Regions from separate parts of the Sus scrofa genome. Here region 2 is linked to region 1. A link is a contact called in public Hi-C data. All regions are on one chromosome and are shown on one strand. The core of a region is the stretch at or near the end of the contact, and the rest is flanking DNA. Distances in the headings are between cores, read along the strand shown. Region 1 holds the start of TEX264 (testis-expressed protein 264). Region 2 holds the start of POC1A (POC1 centriolar protein homolog A).

Region 1 (2,720 bases), core at 153-2,652:
GGGTCAGGAGGCACTAGGTAAGCGTCTGGGAGGGCTGCCAGCGTTGGCTTCCTGAGGTCGCTCACGAACGCCGTGGCTGTCGGCCCGGTCCTTAAAGGGCCCGCCGCAGGCAAAACTTCGGTGTCTGCCGGGAGCAGGAATACTTGGGGTCCGAGAGGCCTCGCGGGGTGGAAGGGTCGTCGCGTCCACTCTTTACTCTGGGCTTCCAGACCCCGCTCACCCTCGCCTCACCTATTTACCCAGCCCTCTTCTTTTCAGCCACAACTTCTGGAGGCCCCAGGCACCTCCGCAACTTATAGGAAGCTAAAGTTTACAACGCCGCGGTGAGCCGCAGCCTAGGGAGAAGGGGGCGGAGTTAAAGCGCGGTTCTGGCCTTCGTCATCGAGCCCCCTACCCCCTCGCCCGCCCCCAGCTCCCCAGCCTCTGGGCCTGCCCTGCACCCGAAGCTAAGATGGAGAGCAGCCGGGGATAGTAGGCTGATCCAAGGTCGCGTTTGGGCCCTTGGACCCGACCAGGGCCAGCTGTGGGAGAGACGAGATGCAAAGAAATGCTGGGCCGCAAGGATCACGGTGGGGACACGGAAGGCCCTGAGCTCGCGCCCAGGCGGAGGTGCCAGGCCCTGGGCGCGCGTGGGGCCGCCCGGGCGGGGATACCTCCCCCGCCCGGCCCTCACCTCAGCGGCCCCCAGCCTCGGAAGCCGATTCGCGCACGCGGCTCGGGGCTGCGTCGCGGAGCCTGCGCGCCCGCCGCGCACGCTCGCTCCGCCCCCTCTCGAGGCAGAACGTGGCCGTGGGCGCGTGCGTGCGGGACCCAAAGGGCGGAGGCCTGCCGCACCCGTATCCGTGGCGACAAACACGCGCCTTGGCCTGTGGCCGTTAGGAGCCGAGCCCACCAGGTACCTTCCTGCTTCCCACAAACTACTGGGTTGCAGAGGATGAAGTCAACAGCCCCTTAGCTTCTGGGTTGTGGAGAGCACCACGACTGTCCGACCCTAGCAGTGAAGGGGGTAAGTCGGCCTAGAGGCCCGTGGTAGAGAGCCAGTCTGGTCCCAAAAAATGGCACCTCAGAGGACCGTTTGAATTAGTTTGGGAAGCGCAGCATGGCAGTAGAAGTCTGGCATTCGTACCACCCTAATTACTGCCATTTTCTCTCACTGAGGCTTCGCAACAGACCTGGGAACCGAGCAAGGCAGGTCCACTTGCTCCCGTCTCACATCTGAGGCTTAGGGAATCTCCAGACAACGCAAATATCAGCTTCCTGCCTCCAGCGGTCCATCCCTGTGCTCTGGGATTTTTAGGGGGGTGAGGAGGAGGCGGGGAAGAGGGAGTTGGGGGGGTGATCATTCACCCATCCAGCGTTTATGAAGCACGGCTCCTTGCTAAGGTCTGAGGACGCCAAGTGAACAAAACCAAGGCCCCGCCTTCCTGGAACCAACTGGGGGACGCCCGCCTTCCACGCTCCTCCCTCAGTGCCCTAGACGCGGCTGGGCGAGGCTAGTCTGCTGTTCCAGTTTAACACATTCTAGGTAACCCCCAAGTCAATTGTTTGTTCCTTGAAGACAGGTTCAATCTTCAGCTTGTATTACTGAGGATCAACAAACAACAAAGCACTCTCTTAGGGCCCCAAACATAAAATCTCGCCCTCCTGAGAGGCCGATCTTGCAGTAGAAAGAGTGGGGGAGGGGGCAACTATGCTCATAAGTTTCGCCACAAGATGGTATGGGCCAAAAGCTACCTTGGTGCTCCTCACACGGAGGATTGATGTTTGGGAGGTGAATCTTCTTTTTATGGATCCCCCTACTGTACTAGCCAAGGACAGACTGGCCACAAAGCGGCAGTTGTAGCTGGTTGCCTTTCCTTCTGCTTCACATTATTCTCTCCATAGGCAGGGAAAATTGAACTTCATCCATAGGGTTCTAGACCAACCAGAAGAATGGGTAGCTGACCCCTCAGAGGCACTCAGAGCTGGGCTGGAGGTTTGGCAGCTGTTTTGCTGATGAATATCAGGAACATGACCAAATCCTTTAGGTGCTTCAGGCAAGTGAACTATGCACTTGTGTCATTCCCTGAGACAAGGACGGGCCAGTGCTTTCAGAGACAGACAGCCTCTGCTTCTCAGAAGCTGAAGATGATCAGCTTCATCCAGGAAACTGTTGTCTGGAGCTACTCTTTCCAAATTTTTTTTTCCTTCTTTTTTTAGGGCCGCACCCATGGCATGTGGAGGTTCCCAGGCTAGGGGTCAAATCAAAACTACAGCTGCCAGCCTACACCACAGCCACAGCAACGCCGGATCCTTAACCCACTGAGGGAGGCCAGGGATTGAACTCATGTCCTCATGGATACTAGTCAGGTTCGTTAACTGCTGAGTCACGACAGGAACTCCCATACCCTTTCCTCATCTGGTTCTCTGCTTACTTCCTTTAGCTTGGTTAGGGAACTCCATAGCCTCACATCCGAGTTCTAAATGTGCCTTAGGAGCTTTAGCACCTCTGTAGTGTTAAAATAGCTGGCCTGTGACTGGGGCTGTAGGCCAGTGGCCTCCCAGGCTTTATTTCAGGCAGCTGCCAACAAGCACTGCCACCTCCCGCCCGCTTGGGAGGACCCCTGCATGGCCTCTGCTAGCCACCAGGCAATAGCCCAGGCACTTTGCTCTCCCCCTTGTATCAAGTCTGAGCAGAGCTGACCACCTAGCCATCTGCATCATGCACTCTTCAGTCCTAT
Region 2 (2,720 bases), core at 127-2,626, 420 kb before region 1:
AAGTGATGCTAGTTTTAAGGAGAATTTCGTAGTGTGTAACTTAAGTTAGCCTGAACATTTTTAACATACAGGAACCAATTTTAAGCCAAATTACAGTGAAGATGGATTAAATGTATCTATTTCTTGTGTCTGGCCCTAGACCTTCCAGGTCCAAAGAAGAGGCTCACCCCTCTACATGCTAGGTCCCTCCACTGCCAGTCTCTGAGTTCACTCAACGGGGCTCTGGTTTGCTGGTTCAGGGACATCATCTTAGGTCTCAGTATGTAGTGAGAAACCTAAGGGCCTGGCCAGATCTTAGTAGCCAATCTAGCCTGGGTAGGTGATGGAAGGATCCCAAATCTTGCAAAAATGTCCAGTTCAGATCAGATCCAGGTTGGGAAGATGCCCAGAGTTAGGCAGGATAGAAGAAAGGTGGAGGGACAGCAGAAAAGTGAGCAAGGATGGCCTCTGGTGGCCAGACCTCTGGATTGTCTCCTCTTTTAAACACACACATAATTTACATGTAGTTTACAAGAGGCTTCTCAGGAGAAGAGAGAGCCAGGCTGCCTTCACCCTTTCCTATATTACTAATGTGGAAACAGGGCCTCGGAGCAGTGTTATTTTTCCTGAGGTCATACAGCCAATCAAGGCAAGAACTGGGAATAGAACCCAGGCCTCTCCACTCCATGGATGTGATTCCGAGTTATTTGTGTTCTTTTATTTTTATTTTTTGTTCCTTAGGGCCGCATTTGCATCATATGGATGTTCCCAGGCTGGGGGGTTTAATAGGAGCTACAGCTGCCGGCCTACACCTCAGCCACAGACATAGGAAGCGAGCAGCATCTGGAGCCCATACCACAGCTCAGGGCAAAGCCAGATCCTTAACCCACTGAGCAAGGCCAGGGATCGACCCCACAACCCCATGCATGGTTCCTAGTCGGATTCGTTTCCACTGCGCCACGGGGGAACTCGATTTGTGTTCTTTTAAATCGACACTTGTTTTAAGCGCGTTCAGAGGAGTGAACCACTTAAAGAATTCCCAAAGAGTGAATAACTGGCTGTAAATGGGGTACTGAGAGAAAAGCCGGCCATCCGAGCGCTTTAAGAGGACACAGACACGGCGCTCTCTTGCGGCAGAGGGTTAAGGATCCTGCGTAGACACTGCAGCGGCTTGGGTCGCTGTTGTGGCCTTGTTCTATCCCTGGCCCAAAAACTTCCAAGTGCCAGGCGCCGCGCCCACGGGAAAAAAAAAAGAAAAAAAAAAAAAAGGACGCAGATACAATGAGCCAAGTACCTCCATCTCCGGGATCCTAAAAGGTTCTCTTTCGTTGGTTAATCAGGCCTTAGGGCATCTTGGGAAATGTAGTCCCACCTTCCTCCCGACAGGAGGATGCGGGAATCGAGGAACTGCATTTCCCAGAAGGCTGTGTTCGCCTTAGCCTTAACCGGACTACCCGTCGGCGGGGCGAACACTTCATCCTGGGCTTTTTAATTTCTCAGGGGGAATGAGCGACGGTGGACACAGGCCTTTAGCGACGCCGTCCGTAGGCTGCCTGGCTTGGTGGTGCTGGACGCGGAGACAGTGGACTCGGTCAACTCTCCTTCCGGTCCCGGGTGCAAAAAGCCGAGGCGCCCAGTCTCCTTTAATTGCGGTGGGCGGGGCGGGGCCAAGCGACCCGCGTTGCTATTGGCGGCGGTTGGGGGCGCGGAAACTGAACGCGCCTCAACGGCAGCCGCTGCTTCCTCCGGCGCCTTGGGCGCTCCCAGCCCCGCCATGGCATCGCCCTACCCGGTAAGTTCCTGCCAGCGGCTGCCGCCCGGGCCTTAGTCTCCCCACGAGGACAGTGGGCGCCTGGCCGGGCGCAGGGCTCCGTGCGGTCCTCTCCTGCCCTAGTTTACAGTCTGTGCAGGGTGCGATGGGTCGGGGCATCTAGCGAACGCCTCCTGCGAGCCAGGCCCTGTGCCGGTTGCCAGGGCTAACGAACCAGTCTCTATTCTTAGGATTTGTATCTCCGCGGAGGAGACATTAGTACTGCCCGACTGGGACGTCTGACCTGGGATCAGCGCCGGGCCTGTGTGGCTTCAGTCTTGTTTTCCTGAGCAGTGGGTAGCTGAATGGGGGCTTGTTGAGGGTGCACCCTGTTACGACGTGTGGGAACAGCAGGCCCCAGGATGCCCAGGACGGCCTAGGCCTGCGGTGTAACTTGAACCAGGATGCCCTCTCGGAGGCCAGAGGGGAGCACTCCGAAGCCCCTGTTTTTGAGAGGTTGTTTTGAACCTCAACCTGCTTGGTCCTCTGGCTTGGGTTGAGAGTCAAGGTGGCTGGATGGTGGCCTGTTGGCTTCCTTAGGAACCAGGCCTTTTGAACCCTAATTTGATGTTCTTTCCCCTACCCCAAAATATAAACCCCTTTGGGGGAGACGAGGAACCAGCAAGTTGCAGGAATGGAAGAGAGGGTGTTGGAAGATTTCATGGGTCCCCTGGTTAAGGGTGGATCTGAACTTGCCTCTAGAGATGGGCACTATGTTACCTTTGTTTTTCCAAGAAGCTCAGGTGGAGCAGTTACTGCTCTGTTCTGGGCCCACCTGTTGTGCTTTTCCCTCTCTTGTTGAAAGGATTCTGGCAGGTGTGTTGGGGTGGAGCTGGGCATGGGGCCATGGGAGCCTTTGTTCTGGTTACAGCTTTTTGGAGTGGCAGTGGCCTTGCTCTGGCTCAGGAGTAGGTTTGCTGGGCTCCCTGGT

Evidence for each region. A called contact is a pair of places that touch in the nucleus more often than the background predicts.
Region 2: a Hi-C map of liver shows a contact between it and region 1, with 6 times the contacts expected there. The contact joins the promoter of POC1A here to the promoter of TEX264 in region 1. A contact is called at or near these places in 1 of 47 Hi-C or Micro-C datasets (liver) and 1 of 2 datasets of contacts at active chromatin or transcription factors (alveolar macrophages).

What each region holds. Positions count from the first base shown.
Region 1 is chr13:33,891,239-33,893,958 of Sscrofa11.1, reverse strand. It overlaps TEX264 (testis-expressed protein 264), which reads right to left and starts at 1,402. Exons shown (of 5, transcript XM_021068863.1): 1 at 1,173-1,402.
Region 2 is chr13:34,306,752-34,309,471 of Sscrofa11.1, reverse strand. POC1A (POC1 centriolar protein homolog A) reads left to right here and starts at 1,376. Exons shown (of 11, transcript XM_021068878.1): 1 at 1,376-1,771.